Regions from separate parts of the Macaca mulatta genome. Here region 1 is linked to region 2. The links are chromatin contacts, called in public Hi-C maps. All regions are on one chromosome and are shown on one strand. The core of a region is the stretch at or near the end of the contact, and the rest is flanking DNA. Distances in the headings are between cores, read along the strand shown.

Region 1 (6,846 bases), core at 2,226-4,725, 130 kb before region 2:
GAGTTGTCCAGGGACGTATCCACAGGGAAATCACTGGGGACCTGGTCAGTGAGGGTGGGTGGGGACCAAAGCCAGATTGCAGCAGGTGAGGAGAGAAGGAAATGGTGGAGGCTTCTTTGGCCATTTGCCCTTTTACTGTACATCAGTAAATGCACATTTTGAGATTTCAACGTTCGTGTAAACCCCTTCTAAGGCACCGGCTTTGGCCAGAAGAGGCAGAAACAGTGACTGTCGACTTCCATGCTGCCATGAGTGAATGTTTCTTCCAGGTACTGAAGACTGAGCAGGTATTTCAGTTTTAGCCCATGAGAAGCTCAGAGGCTAAATCTGATTGAGGTTTTCTCCTTGGAGGAAATACCAGAGGTGTACAGAGCCACACATGCTCTTCAGCATCGTACGACAGGCCAGCCCCTGAGTCACATGATGCCCCATGTTGGTGGCTCTATTTTTACTTTCTTCCAAAGTTCCTTGGGACTGCCACTAGCAGGATTTTTTCCTTCATTCATTTTGATTTCTTCAGGTTCAGTCAGCAAGGGCTTGGTCTGCTCTGACGTAAACACTGCCAACAAGGACAGTTACAGCTAATGGTGTGGTTGCTGCTGAAGCCTAAATCATAAAACAAGGGCACACAGAAAGGAAAGAAAACCGCATGTGTTTGACTTCCTATAGTTGTAACGGTCCTTGCGAAGCAGGACATTCACTTCCTATCTTCCTTTCCACTGTTCCACCTATAGGACTTAACACGCTTTCCAGAAACCCATGGCATGAACCAGAGTTCACTGCCCTCCTCACCAAAAAATGGTTAGCCCCTTTATTGGTGTAGCTTTCTATGAAAAGAGAATAATAGAATTTGTTTGAACGAGAACTCATCTTTCTAGGACTCTGCTAGCATGTTTTTATCCTGTATCTAATATGAACATGTAGCCATCATTCCTTGAAACATCTCCCTAGGAGGTAGGCTTAGAGACAGTCACAACTGGCACTGGTTGAGTATAGACTATATGCCAGACCACTTTAAATTGTACATGAATTATGTCATGTCATCCTTACAGTCACCGGATGAGATTGGTGCTGTCATTACTTCCTTTGAGTGGATGAAGTTGCGTAACTGACAGGTTTAGTAACTTCATCCAGGGTCCTACAGTTAGGAAGTGACAGTGCCAGGGTTTGAGCTTGGGGTCACCGGCACCAGAGCACGTATTTCTAACCACTATGCCACACTGCCTTGTAAATGTTTAGGAGTTCATGTCTCTCCTTTCCTTTAACGGCATATCAAAAAGTCATGTTAATCCCATTAATTGTGAAAATGAGGAAAAAGTTACTGCGTTGACAAAAACATTGTTTCAGAGTTAAATATGGCGCTGAAACAGTGGATTCTAAAACTTGATTTTTTTTCTAAAGTAGTAAAATAAATTATTTGGTTTCATACTATGTTAGCAAAACAATTTGTATTTCCTCTATTTGAAGAGCTTGAGCATTTGTGCTCATACTTTCAGATGTACGTATTTGTAAAACTTGTACATGCAATGCAGTCTTTATCACTGTGTCTTACACTGTGCAAACATGAGAATTGTCTGCACAGTTGCCCTGAGGAAGAATCAATGCCCTAGCCTTCTTTTTGGGGTTGAGGTGTCTAATAACTCTTATTCCGGAAGACAGAGGCTGCATAAAGCCACCCCACCCACCTTTCTGTATTAGAAATGCTCACTTGGGAAGGGAGAGAGGAAATAGCTTGAAGATGTGGAATGTCATTGGTAAATGATGGAGAGTGTACCTGCCTTGACAGCAGGGTGGAGATCAAAATGTACCTTCATTCACACACAGTAAAAGGGCAAATGGCCAAAGAAACATCCACCATTTCCTTTTCTTCTCCTCACTTCATCACCTGCTGAAATCTGGCTCCCACCCACCCTCACCGACCACGTCCCCAGCGATTTCCCTGGGGATACATCCCCCAGACAAGGGAGGGAGGAGGCATTTGAAATGTCAGGGTGGCGTCAGAACAGAGAGATCCACTAGGCACAAGAGGCTGCACAGGGGGTCTCAGCTGAAAACAAAGGGCTCGGGAATCCTCCCTGGAAGGACGGTCGCAGAGACAGGGAAGTGGGTGAGGTCACCCAGGAGCAGCGTGTGGAAAAGAGAAGCGTGTCTAGAACGAGCCCAGGGGAAAGTCGTCATTCGTGACTTGGTAGAGATCATGCCTCTCTCAGATACGGCAGTGTTTTGTATAATCTAGAAACGTTTATTAAACTGAAATAGATCAAATCAAATGTATTAATAGAGCCAAACTCTTAAAAACATTTTTAACTTTAAAAAACCTCTTTGCTTTCCCTTTTCTGCCAACTTTTGGGTTTTTTCCATGATCAGTTCGGAGTTTTCACTCTTCCACAAAGCATACCATTCATTGCGTTCACAAATCATAAAAATGCTCCTTTTTATGATCAGACGTTGGGGGAAAAAATGCTATCAAAACAATCTACTGGTTCCTCTGGTTTGAAATATTTGGGGAAGGCTAAAAATACTTATTTTCTACATTTTAGCCTTTTATAAATGAAATGATTTGCAAGAATATTATTTTCATTGCTATTATATATAACTATATTCCTTTCCAAATGACCGTTATGGTACAAAGAACAATCTTTCTAGAGGACTGGACCTGCTGGCTCACACCTATAATCCCAACACTTTGGGAGACTGAGGCTAGAGGGATAGCCTGAGCTCAGGAGTTCAAGACCACCCTGGGAAACATAGCGAGACCCCCAACTCTACAAACAATACAAAAATTAGCTGGATATGGTGGTGCACACTTGTGGCCCCAGCTACGCGGGAGGATTGCTTGAACTCAGGATGTCGATCACGGCTGCAGTGAGCCGTGTTCACACCACTGCATTCCAGTCTGAGTGACAGCAAGACCCTGTCTCAAAAAAAAAATCTGCAGAGAGAATCTCTGGTGACATAGCTTAATTAGTAATCTCAATTCTTATTCTTCCCAGGTTTTCTTTCATGAGTCATTATAACTGTTTTAATTTTCCATACTTTTAACTTGTTGATGACAAGTTTTGAAACTGTCATTTCAAATATTTAGCGATATAGGTGCAGACAAGTCCCATCCCTTAGATTTTAGCTTGACATGTAATTAGTGTGATTTGTATTAGCATAATCATGAAGATGGAACTGAAGGAAATAAGTTATATTCTAACAATGGAATCACTTTCATGGCAACAAGTCTCAGAACATGCATGTACAAATGTCTTGAGGTTTTTTTTTTAAGAGCAGAACAGTGCTTTAAAAAAAAATAACCATTGTCAAATTCTGACAGCTGCTATGACTTGTTTTATTCTTTAATTCTTTCCTTTTTAATGGAAGGGCATCTCCCATTCATGGCTCCAGCAGTTTCGCCTCCTCTAAATGAGACAGAGAAATGCGAACCTCCCTGGTGGTCGATCTTTTCACAGCTGCGCTGCAATTCCAGTGTGACATCAAATTAGTAATTATAGCCGAGCAGGCTGCTTTTTACAAATGACAGTCTTAGCATGCTGCCTGCTAGCGAGCGACTCAGCAGGGGACCTAGGGAAGTAAAAGAAAACATAACTGGACTCACTTGATTTCTGGGGGGTTTGACCTGACTCTTTAAAAAGCCCATGTTCTTGAGAGAGAGAGTCCTGGGGATTTACACAAATATGCATTTTGTTCATCATCCTGCACAGTTCTTCTCAAAAGTCATGTCTGATTTTATTAGGTAAAGTAAAGCGTGTGTAATGGAGCCGTAGGGTCACAATAAGAAGATTCCTTTTAACATACAGCCTTCTCTCTGAAACCCATTTGAAAGAAAACAGCTGCCCTGCAATTGGCATTTGTGTAACTATATTGGCAATAATCATTGTTGACACTTTGATAATGGGCTACAAAAAGCCGCCTTGTCGATTCTCAGGCACTGTGAATTGCACCAGCAATTAAGTGACTGTCACCGTCTCCGACATTTTACCTATTACCAACTGAGGGTTCGAGAGGATTAATCATTAATACCCTTACATCTAAAAATGCTTTTCGAAACCAGTGTTCAGCATTTCTTTTGTGGTCTTTAAATTGTAACAGATTATAATTAATTACTACCTCTATCTGGTCATCTGGGCTGCCGTTGAAGCGAGGTGGCCAGGGTGGCGGGCTCCCCAAACGTGACACAAAAGCACAGCAGTGTATCCTTCTGGAAATCTTTATTTGCCGCTCAGCTAAGAAGTGCCTCCTTTTCCACTGTGGGCGGATCATCGGTTAAAGGGGGGTTGTCAAGCTTTTTAGGCCCTCAATTCAGCTAATGCTTTAACCGCCTTCTGTAAAATTCCTTTTCTTCCGAGATGGAAGGGAATCATTCCCCTTTGCCAGCCAGTGTTAGTTATGGACACCAATCCTACTACCCAAAGTGCAGGGGAAAGTTGCCCATTAGGGCAGAAGCAGGGCTTCTTTCTCAGACCTTAAAGGCAGCACCACTAACATCCACCTTCTGGACCAGAGACAGTTTATAAAAGGGAGATTTGGGTGAAGGACTCCAAACAGAGGGTTAGGGGAGCTGAGTCCCAGCCCTGGGGGCACAGGACTGCATTAATGGGGTTTGAGTATAGGTCATCTGACTTTGTCCTCATTTGTAAAATTAAAGGATTTGCCTGCATCATTGGTCCTCATGCTTTAGTGTTGGTGAGAATCTCTTGTTTCAAATGAAGCTTTCCTGGATCTTCCTTCAGAGATGTGGTTCAGCAGTTGGCCCCACTTGGAGAAGTCCTGGCCTGACCATGACTAACATCATCTCTGTTGCAGATATATGTAGATTAAGGTGATTGCTATGATTGATAGGGAAAAAAATGTTCTGTTCAGCAGATACAGATAAGAACCCCCTATGTAAACCGTGAGGGGTGTTCTGGGAATGAAGTTTTAAAGCTTCATTTAGAATTTTTCTTAACTGGTAAGCATGGCACGTGACAAAAAGAGGATCACATGCAGTGACTCTTGTGAACACTTTGCAGATTTTCACTCAGATGACAGCATTAAAGTCCTCAGGGCTTTATGACTTATGGCTTATGGTGCTGTATCAGCTCTCATTTGCCTCAGATTAATTTTTATGTCACTGGAATGAAATCAACTCAGAGTATCCCAAGCACACGTGGAGCAGTGCTGTTAGATATGGGAATGTTTTTAAGCTAACAACTCTTAGTTGGTTCTAGAAAAAGTTGGGGTGGAGAGAAGACTTCTAAAATTTAGCATGTGGTCTGAATTTAAGCCAGGCTGCTACAGATGTATAATTCTTAATTAAATAGTGATCTTTAATATGTTAGTTTAACATATTAGAATTAAACCAGAAATCTAGAGGAGTCAGCAAACTCCTTGAGTGTTCAGCCTTTGACATTTCTTAAGATTATCACCATAGACATCTGCGCACCAGAATCTTCTGTTAAAACTGGAACAAACCCATCCTGTAGGTCCTATTTGGTAGGTCTTGTATGCAGTTCAGCTGTCATATCCCAGTTTGCAGAGGAAGACCAAACCGTCACCTTTGACATCACCACATAGAGTTGTGGTCATAAAATATGACAGTATTAAAAAAGGAATAAATTTCACCTTTTACATATTAGCCTGAGGGAAAATTGCCAACAGCTAGGTTTTGCCAGCCCTAACAGTTGTAACTTACAAAATTACAATAGCGCTTCTCCAGTTTTGCGCGGCTTGCTTACAGCACTGTTTCACAAGTATGTTGAGGTATATTTTCTTTCCACATTCATACATAAACAGATTCAAAATAAAAATTATAAAATGGTCACATCTGGATATTAGTCACAGATGTGCACATTCTCACTGTTTTCACTGTGAAAATTAGAAGTTATTAATGACCTCTTAGATCATTTCTCAAACCATGAACTTGTATAGACATTCTGCTTATGTAGTTAAAGAAGGTTGGTATATGTACTATTTGTGCAAAACCACCCTTTTTCTTTGCTACTTCTGTATGAACTTTCTCCGTATCCACTAATTTGCCTTTTCATGTATCAAATTTGTGGCTTCGATGTTCCGAGAAGCAGAACTGATTTTATTATAAATCCCTAGCATCTCTTATTACCCCAAAATTGATACCACATATGATGTTATTCCATCAAATTATTTTTTATCCTAGCTCTAACATAAGGATTACCTAAAATTCCTCCCCTTATAGAAATACTTGTGCATTATGTTTTCAGTTCCACAGATTCTGATTTTTATGAAGATTTTTGCAAGCACAGCGAAAGGGGTTTTATTTTTTGCAAGTTTATTTTCATTTGGGTGAGCTTGGAATAACAAGTAAATCAGGAACACAAGCAGTTCTAATATAAAACAATAATTGCTACGTATTTTTTATGTTGAGCATTCAGCTCTGAGTGTCACAGTAACAGCGCATCAAAAGGACACCCGGCAGCAGTCTTTGACATTGAGGCTTACAATTAGACTTAAAAAATAAATAAATAGGTTGTCAAATGAGCATATCGAACAAAAAATTCATTTCATTCTGAAATACGAGTCCTTTAATCACAGAGTACTATGGTATGTATTATCCCTTGCATTAAAACCTAGTGCCAAAATCCTGTTTGCATTAGACACTCAAGTGTGACTGGCTGCATTTCTTCTTCCCAGTAAGGTTTCCATCCAGACTGAAATGAAAATTTGGCTCTATATTATAAAGATTCTTGCTCTGTGCGTTTTAGGTTCATGTATTTTCTATTTCCAGTTATTAATGGCCATTTACCCCGTACAGTTCTCTCTTCTTGTATAATTAAAGTTTAGAATGATCATTCAAAATCCAATGATACTTTAGTTTGAAACATAACT
Region 2 (6,944 bases), core at 102-2,601:
GGCAGAGAAGCCAATAAACGTGTAAAATGCGTTATCATACCAGGAGGTTATAAATGCTACAAAGAGAAATAAAACAGGAGTATGGGAGATGGGCAGTAACAAAAAGCTCTAAATCCAAACTTTATTGCGCCGCTGTCAAAAAAAAAAAAAAATACTCTATGCTCCCCCCAACCCTGTTTTGTTTTTTGTTTCGTTTTTTGCCCTTGCAGCTTGCCTGCTCTAACAATAGATGCCTTTTAAATAGCAGTCACCCTGAGGGATGAGAAATGACCTAATGGGTCCAAAGGACACTATTTGGGTGGGGGCAGCACTGAAAGCCCAGACTTCACCGCTCTGCAATACCTGGAAGTAACAAAGCTGCACTTCTACCTCCTGAATCTATGAAAACAAAACTAAAATAAACAATAGAGCTTCACTGCTGACTCCAAGCCCCTTCCTTAGGTTCAGTTGCCTCCCGCTCCTCTGACCAGGCGCTTCCACTGGCTCTGCATTAAAATTCTAAGATTATGGGATCCCCAAACCAGCTTGCAGCCCCACAGCCCTCCCGCCTCCCTCAGGCCGGTGGTGCCGTCAGGGCCCGTGTCTGAGGCGCCCGGTGGATTCAGCAGAACAAACATCGTAAAACGATTATTTGCGAGAGGAGAAGACGATGTTGTGAGAACTTGGTCCCAGACACTGTCTCAAAGCAGCAGAAAAACCGCAGGAAACCTAAGGAGCACGACCCTGACGGCGACGGAGGGGGTGCGCGCGGACAGCACTGTCCCCTCCCGCCGACGCCAGAGCTCAAATCGGAACGAAGACGGAGAGGCCACAAATCCCGGCTTCTCCTTTCTTTCGCTAAGGCGGAGAAATCGCCCCGCGGTCCCTGGCGCGCCTCCCGCGGAAAGCGGGCGGTGACCATTCCGATAGGCCGCCCGCCGCGCTCCTTTTCCGCAGACAAAGCTGCCTCGAGGGCGCTCCGCGGCCCCCGAGTCACCACGTTCCGTTCGGCAGAAGAAAGCGAAAGCGGCTGCTCCCTGACAGGCAGCCAGACAATAGCGACGGGCAGGCCGCTCCACGCCAGCATCTTTGTTTCCCTCGCGCCGGGAAACTGTCCCCAGATACCACAGAAACCAGAGACCGCTCTTCCTGCTCGGTCCTTTACAGCAGGCCGGAGCGCGGCGCCCACCTCCGTGGCGGGGAAGCGGCATGCTGAGCCCCGCGCCTCGCTGTGCCCTCTAGAGCGAGCGGAGGAAGCAGGCGAAAAGCCGCTGCGAGCGGTTGCTGCATTGCCGACGTCTCTGCTCCTCCGGGCCCAGCGGCCTGGTCGCGAGGGAAGTAGCACCGGCCCCGCGCGGAAGGAAACGCGCAGCGTGATGCGGCTCAGCGCGCCTTTATAGAACTGCGCCTCCGGAGACGCCGCGGTGGCTCCCGTCTGTCTGCGTAGTGTGTTGTCTGCATGTGGTCCATCGCTGCCCGCTGCGGCCTTGCCCTTGCGCCTCGGAGTAGCCGCCGCGGGCCTCTCTGGTGGGGCAAGGAGACCCAGAGGCCGTCCTGGTGGCGAGGGGATAGCGGCCCCGGCCTCTTGGGCCCTCAGCCTCGCGCCCGCCGAGCCCTCTGCCTGGGCTTGGGCGTGGAGCTTTCGACGCGCCTGCTTCCTGGGCTGTGCGTCTGCCCGAGCCGGTGCCTCTCGTTGACGCCAGGTCCCGTCTGTCCCCTCAGGCTTGACAGCGGGTGCTAGCAGGTCCAGGCCGACTGACCGGCGGAAGTCGGCCTTCAGCCCCGGTGCTCCCTCCCACGCCCACACGCCGGGCGCGCCTCAGTTTCTTCTATTGTGACAATAGAAACGAGATGATGCGGGTTAAAATTACCTAACGGCGCATAATGAGTTCTCCAGCGTCTAGCTTGTCCTACCATAGGATTAATACCCGAAACCACGTGGGTGGAGCTGAAAAACACGATGCTGTGTGGGGGGAAGAACCCAAAAAAGCTATGGTCGGCCTGATGCCATTTATAAGACATTCTAGAAGAAGCAACGGTAGCGATGCAAAGCAGTTACAAAGGAGTGGAACTGGACAGAATGGAATGCACAGGAGCGGGGGAACTTTGGGGCTGTGGTGGGACAATTTCATATCTTGATAGGAGTGGCGTCAACATGACGTATACAGTTGCCCAAGATCATCAAACCGTAGTTTCTAAATGGGTGCGGTTTATTAACATTCAAATTATAAGAAAAATCATTTCCTCAAAAGTTGGGGGGTGGGGGGAAGAGTTAAAGAAGGTCGTGGCTAGGTGATCGTTGAGGAATAAGGGAGAAAATCACCGTTTACAAAATCTGAGAGCTAAATCCGTGCTGTTTCTGAATTGAGAAGCAGTGAACACCAGCAGCAGGAATGGCTTAGGTCCAAGAAGGCTATGCCCTACCAGACCCGGTTGATGTGCCTCCCCGGATTTACTCGGTCCCACCGTCCACCTCCACGCCGGCCTGCAACTGTTGCTTAGGGTAGAGGCCTGGCCTCCAGTGCCATCTCCCGACAGCCTCCCCCAGATGAGGGTCATGCTTCAGCACTGCCTCCCTGACACAGAGGCTGTGATGATAGGATGCTCTCAGACTCAGGTGAGAAATTTGAAGGAACAGAATGCTCTTCCCTAGCAGTTAACCTGGAGGGATCAGGTGCTGCCCTCAGAAGACTGGGAGAGTTAGAGCCCCGTGAGGCATACTTTCCCCAAAGGGCACAGAAAGAATGAAGTAGCCAGCATAGAAACTCCTTTCCCTGCCATCCACACAGTCCCAAGGTATGCTGGTTCTACATGGTTTGTCTGGAAGCTGTCCTTGCATGTGAAGTTGTTTTCAGCTCAATAATGTACCACCTTGTATTTTTGCCTGCCTTCGCCTTTCCTTTCACCCTTAAAACCCTGGAATTGTACCTCCTAGTAAAATCAGCACTTAAACTTGGCCTCAGGCTCTGCCTTCATGTGAATCATTTAGCAGGCTTGGGCTTTAGATCTGTGCTTTTCTAAAAATTTTGCAACCACAATAACACAAAATTAGGATTTTTTTTTCTCTGTTTGGGCTCTGGTTTACTGTCCCATTAAAGTGCTTCTGTAAAAGGCAACCAATTGAGACCAATGCTGAATATATAAATTTTTATACGTGTGCCCCTATTTGAAGTTGCTAGAGATAATAAAAGTTTGGACTTCCATTTATTGGTTCCTAGTGGTGTTTATTCTCAAGAGTAAATTCCTAGATCATTAGGCACTTAAATGCTTTAAAAATTTGGAAACTTAAACCTGAAATGCATGCAAGTGCAAAACAAAATGCTTTCAAATCATGATCATAAAGCTGTTAGTCTGGGGGTCTACTTATGGTTTTGGTCATGTTCTAGCTTTCCTAAAGACATCAGGGGAGGATATGTTAAAGCCTTTTTAAGTGATTTCTGGTTCATAGTGCTTTGCGAAACAATTTTTCTTTGCATTATTTTCTATATTAAATACTTCAGTAAGTGTTTAATGATAACGGCCACTGGCTTTGTGGCCTACTGTTTATTGCAATTTTGTCAGGGCTTATTCTAGGCTTCCCTTCCACCTGGGCTTCCCAACCATCTGTAACTTGATCAACAGTAATTTGAGATGGGACTGGCCAGGGTCATATGTTAAATAGGACAGTTCCACTTTTCTGACCACAAAATCCTCCCCTTCCTGACCACTTAAAAACTGTTACATAATCTACAAATACATGGCTCTAATAAGTTCTGCTGCATACCTTGGCAAAGGTCACACCTGAAATCTACCTTTCTATTGGCACAATACATTTTATTAGAGATTATTTTTATTGCTTATAATTGTGGCCTATCAGAGCACTTAATTATTTTAAATAACACATTCTGCCTTCATCCACATCATCAATCTACTGAATTGGTTTTTGCAAGGAAAACCTGTCATTCTAGCATGTGAACAATTTTTAATATTTGTTTGAAAAATGTTTCATCTGAGGTTAATTTCTATTGGGAGCAAAAATGAAGCCAGACTGTATATATGATGTGTTTAAATACATTTTCACAAAAAGAAAAATATTAAGAATATCTTGGTTTACAGACATGCAATATCAGAAGGCATCCCAATAAACAAAAGTGAAAGCTCCTTTTTAAATCCTAGCACTTGATTATTTCCAAATATATAAGGGCAGATAATGTTCAGCAAACGTGCAGGTTTTACAAATTGGCTCCTTCAGAGTAGGTCATAAGCTTGCTACAATTGCGTTCCCATTACTCAAACATTTTTAGAATTCTTTAGAAATTTGCCACAAGAGTCTGAGTCACATTCTTTTAAATGACATCATCAGTGATAGCAAATCTTCCTCCTCTGAGAGCAGATTTTTAGAAAAAATACCCAAGTCATTTGAAACCACACTGAGTTTAGTAACATCATTTGGCAGGGAAAAATTGAACTAGAAAGAGCAAAAATAAGTGAACTGATTAATGCTTTTTAAAAAATTAAACTCCAAGAAATGGAGGATTAGGGGAAAGTTTGGAGCAGAAATTAATGATTAGAAAACAAACAATGTTTTTGATCAATTCCAAAGGTAATTCTTTGGAAAAAGATCAAGAAAATGGAGAAATCGCTGATGAATCTATTAAAAAAAGAAAAGAAAAGAAAGAAAATATAAAGGAAAAAGGAGATATAAAGATATAGAGACCTTTTTTTTTTTTTGAGACGGAGTCTCACTCTGTCACCCAGATTGGAGTGCAGTCTCGCTCTGTCACCCAGGCTGGAGTGCAGTGGCATGATCTCGGTTCACAACAAGCTCCGCCTTCTGGGTTCACGCCATTCTCCTGCCTCAGCCTCCCAAGTAGCTGGGACTACAGGCGCCCGCCACCATACTCGGCTAATTTTTTGTATTTTTTAGTAGAGACGGAGTTCAACCGTGTTAGCCAGGATGGTCCCAATCTCCTGACCTCCTGATCCGCCAAAGAGACTTTTTATAAATTATGTGAGACTACTATATGAAATTAGCTATGTTCTAAACATTTTTTTCTGGAAAACCATAAATCACCCAAATTGAATCTAGGAGTAGAAAAAGTAAGTAGATCAAAGCTAGGGGAGAAATTTAAAAAGGCCTAAAGACTGAGAGAGGCTTTAGGCAAATTCTTGCAAATTTTGAAAGACATAAAATCCCCTTTCTAAATGAGTAAAGACACTAAAATTTAATTTTTTTTTTTGTGAGTGAAACTCTTTTTTATTATAAAACCTATCAAAAATGGTATATGCCAAACATAACGGCTCATACCTGTAATCCCAGCACTTTGGGAAATTAAGGGGGGAAGATGGCTTGAGCCCAGGAGTTCCAAGAGACCCCATCTATACAAAAAGTAAAAAATTATCTGGGCCTGGTAGTAGGCTCCTGCAGTCCCAACTACTCGAAAAGATGAAGTGGGAGGATCATTTGAGCTCGACAGGTCAAGACTGCAGTGAGCCGTGATCTCATCACTGCACTCCAGCCTGGGTAACAGAGCAAGACCCTATCTCAAAAAAAAAGAAGATAAGGAAAGGACACTCAAAAAATAAAAGTTCACGTAAGAAACTCAATGCCAGAATTCACCCCAAAATACCAAAAAAAAACCCCAGCAAATTATATTCAATAATGTCAGTCATTTTAAACAATCAGGTAGATCTTATCCTAGAAATACCAGGATATTTCAATACTAGGAAAATAGTTTATATAAAAATACATTTAGGTTATATAAGAATAAAAACCTTATTGTCTCGATAAGTGATAAAAATATAGCACCTATTCCCAATTACAACTATATTTTTAAAAAACTTTTAGTAAATGTTAAACTGATAGCCAACATCATATCTTTTAATAAAATTTTATAAAAATAATAATGCTACTGGTAAGACAGTCAAATTAAGTTTACACCTTCTCTCCAAAGGCCTCCTGAGTAGCTGGGATTACAGGTGCACGCCACCATGCCCAGCTAATTTTTGTATTTTTAATAGAGATGGGGTTTCGCCATGTTGGCCAGGCTGGTCTTGAACTCCTGACCTCAGGTGATCCACCTGCCTGGCCTCCCAAATTCTGGGATTACAGTGAGCCACCACAGCTGGCCTGCTTTCTATTTTTTAATTTCATAAAGTACCTTGTACATCTTCCTACATCAGCACATACAGACCTTCCAAAATTTTTCATAGTAGTTGAGTACAGTTATATGAATGTACCATATTTTTCACTCACCTGTTAGGGACCATTTAGATGATTTTCTCATTTTCTGCGATTACATACAGTTAGAGCATCCTTGAATGTCTTTGTCTATTGATGCAGGTGTACTTGTTGGATTAATGCCTAGCAATGGAATTGCAGATCAATATTTGGATAGATACTTCCAAATTAATATTCGAAAGACTGGATTAATTTATAATTCCACTAAAAGTGTCTGCAAAAATGTTGATAATTGTTGAGGCTAGGTGAGAGGCACATTAGACTTTCATTTACTTTTGTGTGTATTTTTAAATTTCCATACTCAATGACAGACAGGCATTTTCATTAAAAGCAGGTATAAATATGCCTGCTTTCACCACTATTATTTAAAATTATGCGAAGTCATTCTGTAATAAGACAAACAGAAATACTAAGTAAAATATTGCAAAGCAGTAGACAAATTGCCTTTATTTGCAGATACTTTTTGCCTAGAAAACTTAAGAAACTTGATTGAAAATCTCTTATAAAATAATTATTAAAATCAATAACTTTCTACTGATTTAGCAATAACTTATTGGGAAATATAACTTTTTTGGGGTGTTGAAACCTGGGAACAAATATATTTCTTAAAAAGATTCTATTCACATATAAATAATATTGGCAAGAACTGAAAGGGATTTATACAAAGAAAAAGAGAAAAAATGAAATAAAAAAGGTTTGAATAGATTGAGAAATATGTTATGCTCCTAGACAAAGATATCTATCC

The links. Hi-C and Micro-C count contacts between places; a contact is called where the count stands out from the background.
Region 1: a contact with region 2 is called in a Hi-C map of fetal cortex germinal zone, with 2.7 times the contacts expected there. The contact joins two enhancer-like sites. A contact is called at or near these places in 2 of 14 Hi-C or Micro-C datasets (fetal cortex germinal zone and liver).

The regions. Positions count from the first base shown.
Region 1 is chr9:24,014,985-24,021,830 of T2T-MMU8v2.0, reverse strand. The region is part of intron 5 of PIP4K2A (phosphatidylinositol-5-phosphate 4-kinase type 2 alpha); the gene reads left to right. LOC144331036 reads left to right here. Exons shown (of 5, transcript XM_077945632.1): 2 at 194-287. Among named protein-coding and RNA genes, the nearest start is that of PIP4K2A, 150 kb to the left of the region's middle. Within about 2 kb of position 3,475, at least 2 of the 40 cell types and tissues checked have an H3K27ac peak or open chromatin away from gene starts, as enhancers often do. A contact at or near this core is called in fetal cortex germinal zone, where this site is marked.
Region 2 is chr9:23,881,843-23,888,786 of T2T-MMU8v2.0, reverse strand. No RefSeq gene overlaps it. Among named protein-coding and RNA genes, the nearest start is that of SPAG6, 83 kb to the right of the region's middle. Within about 2 kb of position 1,351, at least 33 of the 40 cell types and tissues checked have an H3K27ac peak or open chromatin away from gene starts, as enhancers often do. A contact at or near this core is called in fetal cortex germinal zone, where this site is marked.